4 separate regions of the Mus musculus genome follow, and all the other regions are linked to region 3. A link is a contact called in public HiChIP or PLAC-seq and promoter capture Hi-C data. All regions are on one chromosome and are shown on one strand. Each heading gives the region's core, a stretch centred on a gene start, on an enhancer-like site or on the middle of the called end of the contact. The rest is flanking DNA. Distances are from core to core; before and after follow the strand shown.

Evidence for each region. Promoter capture Hi-C pulls out the DNA fragments that hold promoters and counts their contacts. HiChIP or PLAC-seq counts read pairs in DNA pulled down with a chosen protein or histone mark.
Region 1: a contact with region 3 is called in an H3K4me3 HiChIP or PLAC-seq map of bone marrow-derived macrophages, with 4 times the contacts expected there. The contact joins the enhancer-like site here to the promoter of Ppp2r5c in region 3. A contact is called at or near these places in 14 of 39 promoter capture datasets (the C10 cell line, the HPC-7 cell line, cranial neural crest and 9 more), 1 of 15 datasets of contacts at CTCF or cohesin (large pre-B cells), 17 of 484 Hi-C or Micro-C datasets (CD8 T cells, the MC38 cell line, T follicular helper cells and 13 more), 23 of 115 datasets of contacts at active chromatin or transcription factors (T-cell acute lymphoblastic leukemia, acute myeloid leukemia, bone marrow-derived macrophages and 13 more) and 2 of 9 other capture datasets (embryonic stem cells and liver).
Region 2: a promoter capture Hi-C map of liver shows a contact between it and region 3, with 2.8 times the contacts expected there. The contact joins the enhancer-like site here to the promoter of Ppp2r5c in region 3. A contact is called at or near these places in 6 of 39 promoter capture datasets (the HPC-7 cell line, cranial neural crest, erythroid cells and 2 more), 5 of 484 Hi-C or Micro-C datasets (the HPC-7 cell line, LSK cells, cerebellum and 2 more), 17 of 115 datasets of contacts at active chromatin or transcription factors (T-cell acute lymphoblastic leukemia, bone marrow-derived macrophages, craniofacial prominence and 13 more) and 1 of 9 other capture datasets (adipose tissue).
Region 4: an H3K27ac HiChIP or PLAC-seq map of regulatory T cells shows a contact between it and region 3, with 4 times the contacts expected there. The contact joins the enhancer-like site here to the promoter of Ppp2r5c in region 3. A contact is called at or near these places in 6 of 39 promoter capture datasets (the C10 cell line, the HPC-7 cell line, HPC-7-derived erythroid cells and 3 more), 3 of 484 Hi-C or Micro-C datasets (CD4 T cells, LSK cells and nephron progenitors), 5 of 115 datasets of contacts at active chromatin or transcription factors (embryonic forebrain, embryonic midbrain, embryonic stem cells and 2 more) and 3 of 9 other capture datasets (adipose tissue, embryonic stem cells and liver).

The regions. Positions count from the first base shown.
Region 1 is chr12:110,821,358-110,824,664 of GRCm38.p6, forward strand. All of the region lies in intron 4 of Mok (MOK protein kinase), which reads right to left. Among named protein-coding and RNA genes, the nearest start is that of Mok, 18 kb to the right of the region's middle. Within about 2 kb of position 1,379, at least 6 of the 459 cell types and tissues checked have an H3K27ac peak or open chromatin away from gene starts, as enhancers often do. A contact at or near this core is called in acute myeloid leukemia and bone marrow-derived macrophages, where this site is marked.
Region 2 is chr12:110,864,042-110,867,238 of GRCm38.p6, forward strand. It overlaps Zfp839 (zinc finger protein 839), which reads left to right. Exons shown (of 7, transcript NM_001199785.1): 3 at 1-15; 4 at 815-964; 5 at 2,199-2,327; 6 at 2,667-2,784. Among named protein-coding and RNA genes, the nearest start is that of Zfp839, 15 kb to the left of the region's middle. Within about 2 kb of position 1,705, at least 25 of the 459 cell types and tissues checked have an H3K27ac peak or open chromatin away from gene starts, as enhancers often do. A contact at or near this core is called in liver and microglia, where this site is marked.
Region 3 is chr12:110,445,460-110,448,522 of GRCm38.p6, forward strand. It overlaps Ppp2r5c (protein phosphatase 2, regulatory subunit B', gamma), which reads left to right and starts at 1,765. Exons shown (of 16, transcript NM_001373949.1): 1 at 1,765-1,926; 2 at 2,513-2,578. The coding sequence starts at 1,900.
Region 4 is chr12:110,749,444-110,752,840 of GRCm38.p6, forward strand. All of the region lies in intron 1 of Wdr20 (WD repeat domain 20), which reads left to right. Among named protein-coding and RNA genes, the nearest start is that of Wdr20, 13 kb to the left of the region's middle. Within about 2 kb of position 1,483, at least 26 of the 459 cell types and tissues checked have an H3K27ac peak or open chromatin away from gene starts, as enhancers often do. A contact at or near this core is called in the HPC-7 cell line and regulatory T cells, where this site is marked.

The DNA.
Region 1 (3,307 bases), core at 129-2,628, 380 kb after region 3:
GGAGGGGGTTGATACAAGGTTTCTCTGTGTAGCCTTGGCTGTCCTAGAACTTGCTCTGTAGACCAGTCTGGCCTCAAGCTCACAGAGATCTACCTGCCTCTGCCTTCTGAGTGCTGGGATCAAGGTATGAGACACCACTACCCAGCACAAAAGAAGTGTTCAATAAAAAAACCTAGCCAACAGTTTTCCTTCATACATGCGTACAGGGAAACTAAAGGATCCTCTTAATCAAGGTAGGATTAAATGTGCTAAATACTGGATCTGAACTGGTGCTATCCTTGTTGGTCCTCAGGGGCCACCTGATGAAGTGTCGCTCACTTGGTACAGCAGCTTGTGCACTACAGCTCTGCTTCATGCTGGTGAGTCACAACACACCGGCTACGCGGGGGAACGATGGATGCAATATGACCTCAGTCAAGCCGACTCTGGTTGGTTTCTCTTACCTTGTTTCATTCTCCCAATATCATGGACTGCTTTTAGGATGCCCGATTCACCCACAGAGCCCCTGAAAGCTACAACCCTAAAGTGGCACAGCCCTGCCACTAACCAAGGGCAGCTTGTCTTCTAAATGGTCTTCTGAGCCAGCCTCTTCCTCTTGAAATGAGGTAAACACAGGCTGTTGCCACTAGAGGGTCTCAGGGTTTAGGACACTAAGCATTCAAAAGGAGGGAGGGGACAGGTGAGGAGCAACAACTGTGCAGCCAGGGGTGCAGCCTCAGCAAGCAGCATCCTTGGTTCTGCTTCCCAGAGACCTGCCTGCCTCCTCCCAGAGGCTGCCTCTCCACCCAGGGCCATCCTGTATCCTCTGAATTACCACCTCTGCAACGGCCGAGGCAGGACCTTCCAGGGAAGCCTAGAGTCTCCAGTTCCCATCAGCCCTGCCTTCCCTGGCACCTGCTGGACAAAGGAAAAACAGCCACAGGACCCCTTCTTCTAGCTATTTCTGTAATAGACTACATGCATCTTGAATGTCAAAAACCACACCTACGATGCCGAGTCTCCACCTTCTCAGATTCGTGCCCACCCCAGACCTCACACATGGTACATGTGAGTGGCTACTCACCAAAGCCAGCATGATGTGGCCCTCAGCTCCGTGGTTGTTCTTTTGTGTGTGACAGGGCTACTATGTGCTCTACTGGACAGAGGAAGCAGTTATTCAAGTCATGTGACCTCTATCTGAAGCGAAAGCTTTAGTGACCGAGAACTCTTAGGAAGTCTGCATCATTATCATGAGAAGCAACAGTCTGGAGAGGCACTCACGGAAAGCCCTGGTCACGCCAGGGGCACAGTGAAGGAGTCACAGACCTGAGTGATCACTGATGTGCGGCTCTGGCCTCTCTGAAGAGCTTTACCCTGGATTACTACCTCTCCTTCAGTCCTTGCTTAGCCCATCTGTGGAGAGGACACAGACAGGGCCAGTGCCTGGACATGCTTGGGGACTCGGACTCTGGAGCCGGGCTTAGCTCCAAGGACTTCTACCACTTAAGGTGGATAGCCTTAGGCAAGTTGCTTCTTTTTCTGGACTTTGATTTCCTCATTCTTTTTTTTTTTATTTATTATTCGTAAGTACACTGTAGCTGTCTTCAGACACACCAGAAGAGGACATCAGATCAGATTACAGATGGTTGTGAGCCACCATGTGGTTGTTGGGATTTGAACTCAGGACCTTTGGAAGTACAGTCAGTGCTCTTAACCGCTGAACCATCTCTCCAGCCCCTGATTTCCTCATTCTTAAAGTGAGATATGAACATCAGGCCTTGGAGTGGGGGACACTGGGTAATTAATACATTTCTATAAATATTAAAAGCAGCACCTGAGCTGGGCAGTGGTGGCGCACACCTTTAATCCCAGCACTCGGGAGGCAGAGGCAGGTGGATTTCTGAGTTCAAGGCCAGCCTGGTCTACAAAGTAAGTTCCAGGACAGCCAGGGTTATACAGAGAAACCCTGTCTCGAAAAACCAAAAACCAAACCAAAACAAAACAAAACAAAAAACAGCCAGCACCTGAGGGCTAGAGTGATGGCTCAGAAGTTGGAATCACTGGCTGCTCTTTCAGAGGTCCTAAATTCAATACCCAGCAACACATGGTGGCTCACAACCATCTATGATACGATCTGATGCCTTCTTCTGGCACACAGGTATACATGCAGCTACAGCACTCAAATACAAAAAATAAATCAATAAAAAAAAAAAAGAAGAAGAAGAAGAAGAAGAAGAAGGGCACCTGGGTAGTGTGACCAGCCCAACTGGTCAGCTACAGCAGCAGCCTGCACATCATCAACTCTAAGACACCTGCCTACGTGTGTTACTAACTCTGTGTCATGCTATGTATTCCAGTCATAAATGCCTTATACATGCTGCCAGCTGTTCTATCCTGACTCTAACATCTGGAATGCTGGCTATGGCTGGCAACAACTTAGATTCAGTGCAGACAAAAGAGCCCTGGGCTTGTGAAAAACACTCAACATTCAAGTTAAAGCCACAACCCCCTATTAGGCATTTACAGAAAAGGGCTTCTCACTGTAAATCCGTATCCCTCAGAGTTCAGAAGCAACTTGCCAGGACAAAGTGTGTGGCACAGGCCTTTAATCCCAGCAGCTAGTGCTCGGGAGGCAGAGGCAGGAGGATCTCTGTGAGTTCAAGACCAGCCTGGTCTACAGAGCCAGTTCCAGAGAAACCCTGTCTTGAAAAAAACTAAGAGAGGGAACATTGGAGAGGGGGAAGGGGGAGGGGGGAGAAGAATGGGGGTAGAAGTGAGAGGGAGAGAGGGAGAAGGGAGAGGAGGAGAGGGGAAGAGAGGAGAGAGGGAGGGAGAGCGACTAGAACTACCAGCAGCATCCAGAAGCCCAACCAGCCTGAGAGCAGCACCGTGAACACACGCCATTTAGAAGACCAGCTGCCCTTGGTTAGTGGCAGGGCTGTGTCACTTTAGGGTTGGAGCTTTCAGGGGCTGTGTGGGTGAATCAGGCATCCTAATTCTTTTACACACACAGGTAACAAAATCCTTGCTTGCCCTACCTCCCCTCTGAACCTCAACCTCTTGGTTACCTGCTTTTGGCTGGCTTCAAAAATCATCCCTCTGGAGATTCTGCAGACTAATGAAATACTATTTTTCCTACTATTTTGCTGTACATAACTCCTTTGACAAGTGGATCATGGTAATAACAGTTGCCCACTTTACTTTTTGGAGACCTTTAGTCCACTTTGTTAAAATCACTGCCTCTTCACTTGGGCCTAACACAGTGTCTGGGGATGAAAACTTCACCTTTAGATCATATGATGACCTCATTTCTGAGCCTGTGTCCCAG
Region 2 (3,197 bases), core at 455-2,954, 420 kb after region 3:
CTTCTTCTGGTGAAGGTGAGTCTCCACGGCGTGTCTGGGGAGAGAGGGTTAGCTTGAGTGTGCTGCAGGCTGGTCTTCCTAATTCCTATAGAATGTGCCAGGCCATTCAGAATCATTTCTTTTTCTTCACTAGATCAGAGCTGAAGGGAGCTGTAGCACCTAGAAACTCTCTGTGTGGGTGTAAGCCACTGTCACTCCTTCGACTACTTTAAATTGTATAAGCAGCAGCCGGACCGTGGGAAACCATGGTGGCTTTAGGAGGTGTGGATATGCCCCTTAGGAGGTGTGGATATGCCCCTTAGGAGGTGTGGATATGCCCTTTAGGAGGTGTGGATATGCCCTGTAGGAGGTGTGGATATGCCTCTTAGAAGGTGTGGATATGCCCTTTAGGAGGTGTGGATATGCCCTGTAGAAGGTGTGGATATGCCCCTTAGGAGGTATGGATATGCCCCTTAGGAGGTGTGGATATGCCCTGTAGGAGGTGTGGATAGGCCCCTTAGGAGGTGTGGATATGCCCCTTAGGTGCTGAAGGTGCCTTTTTGCCAATTTTATGTTCCCTGTGGGGTCATGCTAGTCCCAGGGTTTGTGGCCTTCACCCTAAGGCTTTTTTTTTCTGGCACCCTACCCCTGACTGGCCTCTCAGAGTTAGGCGTGGTATATGGTCTACATGGTACCACTAGGAAGCTAAGACAGCGCTGGCCACTGACTGGTTCTGAAGTTGAGGACCTTTGCTTGCTCTGTCTTTCAAGTTTGTTTTCTGTTTTCTGTGTCATTGCCTTGCATTTAAACTCTGCTCATCCTTCCTGTCACAAAGGTAGAGAAAAGTCCCAGGGCGAAGCCTTTCTTTCCTGCTGTGTACAAGGAGTTTGAAGAGTTATATGACATGATGAAGAGAATGTGTCAGGATTACCTCAGCAGCGCTGGTGCATACCCTCAGGAGCCCCTGGAGATCAGCAACGATGAGGTGATGTCACAAGGGGCAAGGCATTTGCTCTTAGCTGGAGGAAGCAGTCATTGAGGGAGGGGGTGCTGGTGAGACGCCTTCATTTTAGCCACTGGAACCTTGTCCTGTCGAGGGAAGGTTTTGTTTCATTAATAGAAGGGTGGTGAACCTTGTTCCAGAAACAGAAAATTGGAATGGCTCAAAGACAGTTGTGAGCACCACAGTCCCCTGCGCACAGGGCTTACACCACAGTCCCCTGCACACAGGGCTCACACCGTAACACCACAGTCCCCTGAATGCTAGTGTTCAGGGTTAATTTTGTTTTCTTTTTTAAAAAATGTTGTTAGATTTTGTTTTATTTTATTTTATTTTATTTTATTTTATTTTATTTTATTTTATTTTATTTTATTTATTTTATGTGTTTGAGTGTCTTGCCTACATGAATGTCTGTACCTGGTCCCAGAATAGGACGTTGGGTCCCTTGAGACTAGAGTTAGGTGGGTATGAGACGCCATGTGGGTGCTGCGAACAGAAGCCAGCGCCTCTGGCAGAGCAGCCAGTGCTTTCACCTAGCAGTCCCTGCCTGCCGGAGGCCGGGTTTCTGTGTGGTACACAAGGCCGGGGGGGGGGGGGGGGGAGGGCTATGTTGTGCTCCTTATGTTCTGACCGCTTCTGAATGCATCACCCAGCTGCCTGTGGCTACGGTGAGCTCTTTTCAAAGCATAAGTCTGGGGCAAAGGTGGTTTGTCTTGTTTTGGACCTCAGCTCTGGCCCCATTGTGTGCACAGCAGGCCCTCACCAACCCTGACCTCCCTGTGCCTGCCCCTGGGTCTCGTCTCTTTCTTTCTGGCTCTCTCAGCATTCTCTAAGCTTCACAGAAATCTTTTCAGACAGCTGAGGCTCAAGGAGCCAGATGAGGGAGCACAAGAAAGGAGACTGTTTTTAGCATGGACAAGATCTTTTTCTAGAAAGAAGAGGAACAAGTGGCAGGAAGGGCTCTTGGTTAAGCTGACATTGGAAGCAGTGACGGCTCTGAGGAGAGGCTCAGCTCCACTCCTGCCCACAGACCGGCCAGCTTCAGCCATCACGGGCTGCACCTTAGTGGCCCTGGGACTCCAGAGCTCTCCTCTTCCTGTTAAGCCCTGCTCACTGCTCGCTCACAAAACAGTGCATTTCTACTCAGGCATGCGCATAGGGATTGACCCACTTGGCACACTCTGCCCCTAGCAAAGCTATTTCTACTGTTTCCCTTCAGGTTGCCAGGTCATTAGGGATCACAGAGTTCCTGAGGAGGAAAGAGACACCTACGTGCTCTAGTCAGGAGACGGAGGGGAGGCTGGAGAAGGGCTGTGTACGGAAGAGGGCGAGGGAGCTGGGGAAGCTGGTGAGTGGTGTGGACCGTCTGTGTGCATGTCGTCTGTGTGCGTGTCATCTGTGTGGACGTCGTCTGTGTGGTTGTTGTCTGTGTGGGTGTCGTCTGTGTGGGTGTCATCTGTGGGTGTCATCTGTGTGTGCGTCATCTGTGTGGACGTCGTCTATGTGGTTGTTGTCTGTGTGGGTGTCGTCTGTGTGGTTGTTGTCCTTGTGGTTGTCATCCGTGTGGGTGTCGTCTGTGTGTATGACTTGGCCTTGTCAGTTCACAGCTCACCCCTCTAGGCCTCTCCAGGAAGGTGTAGGTCTGCCTGTTCTTTTGGTCTCAGATAAAGGAGTCTTTTCTCCGTAGGCCACAGTGAAAAAGCCCCGAACAGTGGCTTTGCCCACAGATGTCCCTGGGTATCCTCCCTCTGCCAATGGATGCCAGCAGGAGCCTGGGCCCTCACCTGCTCTAGCCACTAGCAAGGGTAAGTCACATATTTTGTGGGTCGTCCCATGCTTAGAGATCCTACTAGCAGGCACAGATATACCAAGAACCATCCCTTTTAGGGGTTGGGTGCCCTTTGGCCCAATGAGATAACTCTCTGGTCTCTTGGTTTTTGTTATTGTTGTATTGTTTTCTTTTAAAAAAATGATTTATGTTTATTTTATGTCCATTAGTATTTTGCCAGCATGTATGTCTGAGGGTCACATCTCCTGGAACTGGGGCTACACACAGGTGTGAGCTGTCATGTGGGTGCTAGAGATTGAACCCAGGCCCTCTAACAGAACAGCCAGTGCTTGTAACCACTGAGCTACCCCTCCAGCCCCAGTGTCTTAAGTCTGTCCTAGCCCCCCAACACACTCTCGTTCCATGTTCTTGCCCCATGAATCATGAGGC
Region 3 (3,063 bases), core at 515-3,014:
CCATGGCCAAAACGCAGTAACTTCAGATCTACTTACTCTTTCCTGATTTAAATTTGTACCATGCTTACTACATTGATAGCGCCTAATTTTAAAATTTCAAAGTAACTCGTGGTATTTTTTTTAATTATTTGTTTCAAGGAAAGTATTAATCCACTTAAGATTCTGTCATATACCCATTCTGTAAAAATACCCATTCCAGTCTGTCACGATTATCTGCAGATTAGTTTTATTTTGGTGAACATTCAGACACCAGCAGACACAACTTACTCTCAGAACCTCCTACAGCACCTCTGGGTTTTGATAAATCTCTCTTTTTTTAACCCCCACAGAGCTTGGGTGAGAACAACCAAAAATGCTTTGCTTGGCATTTACAAGAGTTAAAACAAAAACAAACAAAAACCAAGGGTTAAGATACATCGATTTTTCAGTGCCTTGGCCTGGGTACGTAGCTGAAGTCTCCAGCGTTTGTCTAGCAGGCTCAAAGCTTATGACGAAGGCACCTCCTAAATCATGAGTGAGCGCCTGAAGTCTCCTGCACTCGAAACAGTTCACTCCTACAGTCTTCCTTCTGAGTGCTCCCCCTTAGCATAGGATGTCAGACACTGACAACTCCAAAAACAGGACTGTATAAGTAGCGAATTAGCTTCTTCCCTCATAAAGAGCTACTAGAGAAGTGAGAGAATCAAGTGATCCCTGGTCTTCATGCAGTTTTCTCACAGGCTAACGACCACTGGTAATTAAAGAATAACAAAGACGCAGGGCTGCTCAGACGTAATGGGCTCGGAAAAAAAGCCTACACTGATCTGACTACCTCCCTGGTGGGCCGGGGCGATGGGTGGCAGTGTGCAGGTAGAGTCTCAGAGTGAGCAGCTGATGGGCTCGGCCTAGGTGGATCCAATCCCTAAGACGTAAGGTGGGCGGTGCCTACATTGGGGAAGCCGGTTGCCTTGCGGGTGAGTCTGGAACAGAGAAATTTCGGCGTGCAGGACCACAGGGGAACTAGGCAGTCTACACTTGGACCGCCGTGGGCAGAGTCTGCTCTGGGGAGAGTTCCTTTGCTCGCGTGGGCGGGGACGAAAGGAGAGGCGTGGACTCTATAGGCGGGGCTGAGGCGAGCCCCGCCTCTGAGGCGTGCGGTGGGCGGAGCGTACCCCGGAGCCAGCAGCATTGCCTTCGTGGGCGGGGCCTAATGGCCCAAGGAAACCGCCGCTCGCGCGGTCCCGGGTCTCCTCCGCACTGCACGAGCGTCACCGCTACCAGGCTTATGGGGTAGAGTTTTTCGTGCCTGGAAGGCTACAGAATAGTCGCCATACATCTCACATGTGCATTCCCGCTCCTCACTGTCCTTTGCTCTCCTCCCCGTCCCGGCTCAGCGGCCGTGACTTTATCACCTCCGTTGTCCGCACACGCCTCCCTCTCCCCAGTAGCTCCCTCCCTGATGGCTCCACCAAAACCTTCACAGCCCGGCACACGAGCCGGTCCGCACCGAGGGGGTGGGGACAGGCCGCGCAGTGGGCGGGGCGACGCTGCGGAGCGTTAGGGCACGTGGGGCCGTGTCGGCCAATGGCGTGGCGTCGTTGAGGGCGGCGAGGCGGGGAGAGGGCAGCGTGGGGCCGGCGCGGGGCGGGGCCTGGGGCGGGGGCGGGGCCTGCCGGGAGAGGGGCGGAGAGACGCCGCCGCCGCTGCCGCCGCCGCCGCCGCCGCCGCGGCTGCCGCAGCCTCTGGGAGCCTGGAAAAGGGGAAGCGAGAGCGGACGAGCGACTCAGTCCCCGGGCGGCGGCTGCAGCGGCGGCGGCGGCGGCCGGGGCGGCGCGACGGCCGGGCCGGGGGCGCTTCTGCTGCTGCAGCGGCAGTGGCGGCGGGCGGAGGCAGGGGCGGCGGCGGCGGCCCGCACCAGCCATGCCGAATAAAAACAAGAAGGAGAAAGTGAGTCGGGGCCGGGGGCTCCGGGACCGGGTCTGGGGTCCCCGCGTCGGCGGGTAGGGGCGGGGCGGCAGGTCGTCCAGGCTCGCGGGCGGGCCCAGGGCGCTGGCAGGATTGCATGGAGCTGGGGAGGCCGCTCAGGCTCTGAGGTGGCGCTGAGGTGCCGCGGTCGCTCTGGGTGGCGGCTGATGCTCCGTGCAGTGCTCTGCGTGGCGGGGGCTGGGGTGCTGGAGCGTTCCGGACTCGCCCCAGAAACCCTCACTTGTGAGGTTTAAGGGTGGGAGGGGAGAAAGGGATGGGCCGAGAGCTGGGGTTACGTGTCCCTACCTGGAGTTTTCACCTCCCTCCCCCGCCCCCCAACACAGACATGAAGAGAAACGGAATTTGAAGGCTGCTGGTATTGTGAATATACTCAATATGATGTAGTTTGCTGCTGACATATTAAAGCCATCAGAAGCTCTCAGTGATATGTATCAATTTAGAAACTGCATTTGAGCTGATGCTTAGCGGTCCAAATATTGAGAACACTAATGGTTTTTTGTTGTTGTTTGTTTTTGTTTTTTTGTTTTTGTTTTGTGATGATTCCCAGGAACCACCAAAACCGGTGAAAAGTGGAAAAGGTCCAAAAGAAGGACAAGATACAGCAGAAACAGAGGTAACCTCTGGACAAGCTCATTGTTATTCTTGATCAGCCTTTAATCTAGGGTCTAACACGGAGGCTCTACAAACCAAAGTGTTTCTGAAGTCTTTTCTTATGAGTTACTTATCCCCCCCCCCACTCTTTTATTAAAGTGTGCACAGCGAAACTGACATTTTAAAAACAGTTTTGTGGCTTCTAACAGAGCTCAAGCCCTCCCAGTGAACTGGTCTTAAATGGAGTCTCTAGCTTTAGGGTCTGCCCCCTCGTTCCTTTTCTGTGTCTCTGGCTCTCTCAGTGACTTCCACGGTCCTTGCTTTCCTTGCTGCAGCCTCGAACTGGTGTCCTGGGCAAGCTTCTCTTCTGCTGATGTCTGGTCCTTTTCAACTAAGTGTGGATGTGTTTTGGTGGCTCTAATTTGGGTACTTTTTTTTTTTTTTTTAAACAGTCTTCTATTTCCTTTCCCACAAGCTCCTCCATCCTCTTTGGTGAATCCTGACTTT
Region 4 (3,397 bases), core at 233-2,732, 300 kb after region 3:
GGCTCTGCTTTCCATTAGCCTGCCAGCCACGCTGCTGTGGGCACTTGGTGGAGGGGTGCGAGGCTCTCTGCACCCCATGGGCTAGAGGGAGACCAGCACTCAGTTTCTCCGAAGAACGAGGTTACTTCTCAGAAGCCTCTTGTATTTACTGTCCCAACTTGGATCACTAACCCGTTTCTGATGCCACTAGAAATGCACATTATTCCAGTCTTCCTTAGCCACTCCTTTAGGTTATCTACTACCCTCATTGCTCTGGAGATGGCTCTGGAACTGGGAAATGCCATGCCACATAGGACAACGGTCTGCACCTAGATACTGATGAGGCAACTGGGAGAGGCTTGAGCTCCACTGAGGGTCTGTGGTGAGTGCAGCGCCCTGGGTCGGGCACACTTGGTCCTGTCTGCTCTGCAGGCCAACCCCTGTACTCCTCTCCCTCTTCACACAGTCCTCCCGGTTTTGTTTTTGCCTTGTCCCCTTAAGGCTGATCTTAAGGGCAGAAACCATACTTTATTTGTCCATATCCATTACACTGTTAGTACATAGTAAACATGTTGTCTTGACTTTTTTTTTTTAAAGATTTATTTATTGATTATATGTAAGTACACTGTAGCTGTCTTCAGACACTCCAGAGGAGGGAGTCAGATCTCGTTACGGATGGTTGTGAGCCACCATGTGGTTGCTGGGATTTGAACTCTGGACCTTCGGAAGAGCGGTTGGGTGCTCTTACCCACTGAGCCATCTCACCAGCCCGTTGTCTTGACTTTTATTGTTAAATTTTATTTACTTTCCTATCTATGTACTTTGAGACAGGATCTCAGTATGTACTCCAGGCTGGCCTCAGATTTGAGACAATTCTGGAGGCTCACTCACACCTTTAATTCTAGCACTGAGGAAGTACAGGCAGGGTGATTGCTGTGCATTTGAGACCAGACGGGTACAGAGAGACTCTGTCTCAATAAATAGAGACGGAAAGAAAGAAAAGAGTTGGTTTATAGTCCCTAAGGACCCTCTTGAATGAGTCAGGTAGTCTTTCTACTCTTTTCACTAGCTGTAAGTGCTGTGTTACCTGTCATTGGTGCAGGTGGGCTTGCTAGCCCCTTTTGTACGGGTTGAGAAACTTTCAGAAATTAGTCAGCGGCCTGGCTTCTTGGCTAACCCAGGAGAACATTCAAGGTCTTCTGGGCTAACCCAGGAGAAATTTAGTGTTCTGAATGCCTGAAGCTCGATTTGTCACTTTGAGTTCCTTATCCTGGAGTCTTGGGGGTGGGAGATGGGGGTGGGAATAGGAGGTGGAGAAGTCCATACTTGACCTTCCAGAAAGAATACCTCTTTCCTGTTAGTGATAGGAGCTATACAGCTGCTTTTGTTGCCCGCCTCAGATTGTGACCTAGGTGTGCATGCAGCGAGCAAGAGTGAAGGCAGTAGCATCCCACCTAACTAAAAGTAGTAGCTGTTGACCTCAGGGCTTCCCTTGATGTGCCCAACAGCGTTTCCGTGAGCTGAGGGCAGGTGGAGCAGCTGCTCAGAGCCCGAAGCTCAGTCCTGTCACCCTCTTGATGGCCACTTAGAACCCGACTTCCTTTTCTTTTCTTTTTGTTTTTTTGAGACTGGGTTTCTCTGTGTAGCTCTGTCTGTCCTGGAACTCAGATGCGCTCACCTGCCTCTGTCTTCCAAGTGCTGGGATTAAAGGCGTGACCACCACTGCGGCTCACTTTTCTTTCTCTTGGGTCTGCTCTGATTTCTTGGTTGCCTCTGCTTGTTATAAACGGCTTTGTCTCAGCCAACCTCTGTGGTTTCATTCTTACTTCCTGGCTGTCAAGCACAGTGGCTGCTTGGTTCTGTAGCTCCTGTGGTCCCAGGCTGCCTCTGACACTGTTACAGTGATGCTCAGGGGCTTACCATCAGCTGGGATATTTTAGCTTCAGTGTATTTTCATAACCCATTACCTGTTGACTCTAGTTGACTTTGGCTCTCAGGGTCAAACTCAACATGGCCCTGGTTGTTCAGCTTGTTGCCATCAAACCCACTGGATCCACTCAGCTTCTCAGCAGCGTTTGGTGCCATTGTTAGCTTATTATTAATTTTACATTTTTATTTATTTTAGTTTGTGTTTGGTGGGACATGGGCATGTCACAGCATGCATGCTTGTTAGAGAACAGTTTGTGAGAGTTGATACTTTCTTCCCACCAGGTGGATCCTGGGGATCCACTCAGGCCATTAGGCTAGGCCATAAATGTTAACAGCCCTTAGCTGTTGAGCAGTCTTACCTGTGTGCCTTACCTGTATTTATTACTTTTAAGCCAGGCGCTTGCTATATATACCTTGGGCTAGCCTTGAACCTTGTATGTATTCCAAGCTGTCCCTGAACTCTCTGTCCTCTTGCCTGCCTCAGCCACCTGTGTCATGGGATTATAGGTGTGTTTCACCTTGGTTTGAATTAGCACTTTAAATTCTGACTTTATTTGTATTAGTGGTTGTGCATGTGCATGGGGCAAGCATGCAGTGGTGTGCATATGGAGGTCCGAGGGTAGCTTTAAGCAGTTGCTTCTCTCTTTTCTGCCCTGTGGGTTTCACGTCAGGGATAGCACTCAGGACCTCAAGCCTGTGCAGCAAGCACTTTAACCTATCCATTCATCTTGCCCACCCTGTCCTGACTTTTGAGCTTTCTGGCCCATGTCTCTCTGGCTTCTTGTCTTTAGCCTAGGTTTTAGTTGTTTCCTCAGTGCCTTAGTCTTAATTCCTTTCTCAATTCTGTTTCTTAGCTGCATGTGAAATCATATTTCCTTTTTGTTCCTGAAATACTTTGTTTTATCCCTTTTTCCCCTAGGAAAATTATCTATTACAGTAAATGAACCTAGTGGGTATTTCTGTGAGAGCACAAATCAGTTAGGGCAATTAAAACTTAAACTGACATATGCTTCAGCCAAGATCTGCCTCACTCATCTTCAGCTGTAGATCTTCTTTCTTGATAGAGAGCTGTTTTGCCAGTTCCTTCTGCAGGTCCTGTTGCCCTCTGCTTTCCAGGCCATGTAATGCTCTAGTCCTAGATGTAGCCATCTCTGTATAAAACTGTGGCTTTCCTCCTGGCCTGCAGTATTCCATCCGACCTGCTCTAGATGTCTGCTTTGGCTTAGGTGGCTGCTAGGCCCTGTCACTGGCTTGGGCTTTACCCTCTTCATTCAGATTTTTTCCCCTTCCAAACAGATTTACAAGATTTGCCCGTTAAATGTTCTTTTCAGTGATGGATGGCAGTGGCACATGCCTTTAATGTCAGCACTTGGGAGGCAGGGAGGCAGAGAGAGAGGCAGGTGGAGCTCTGTGAGATTGAATTCAAGGCCAACCTGGTCTACAAAGTGAGTTTCAGAACAGCTAAGGCTACACAGAGAAACCAGAATTT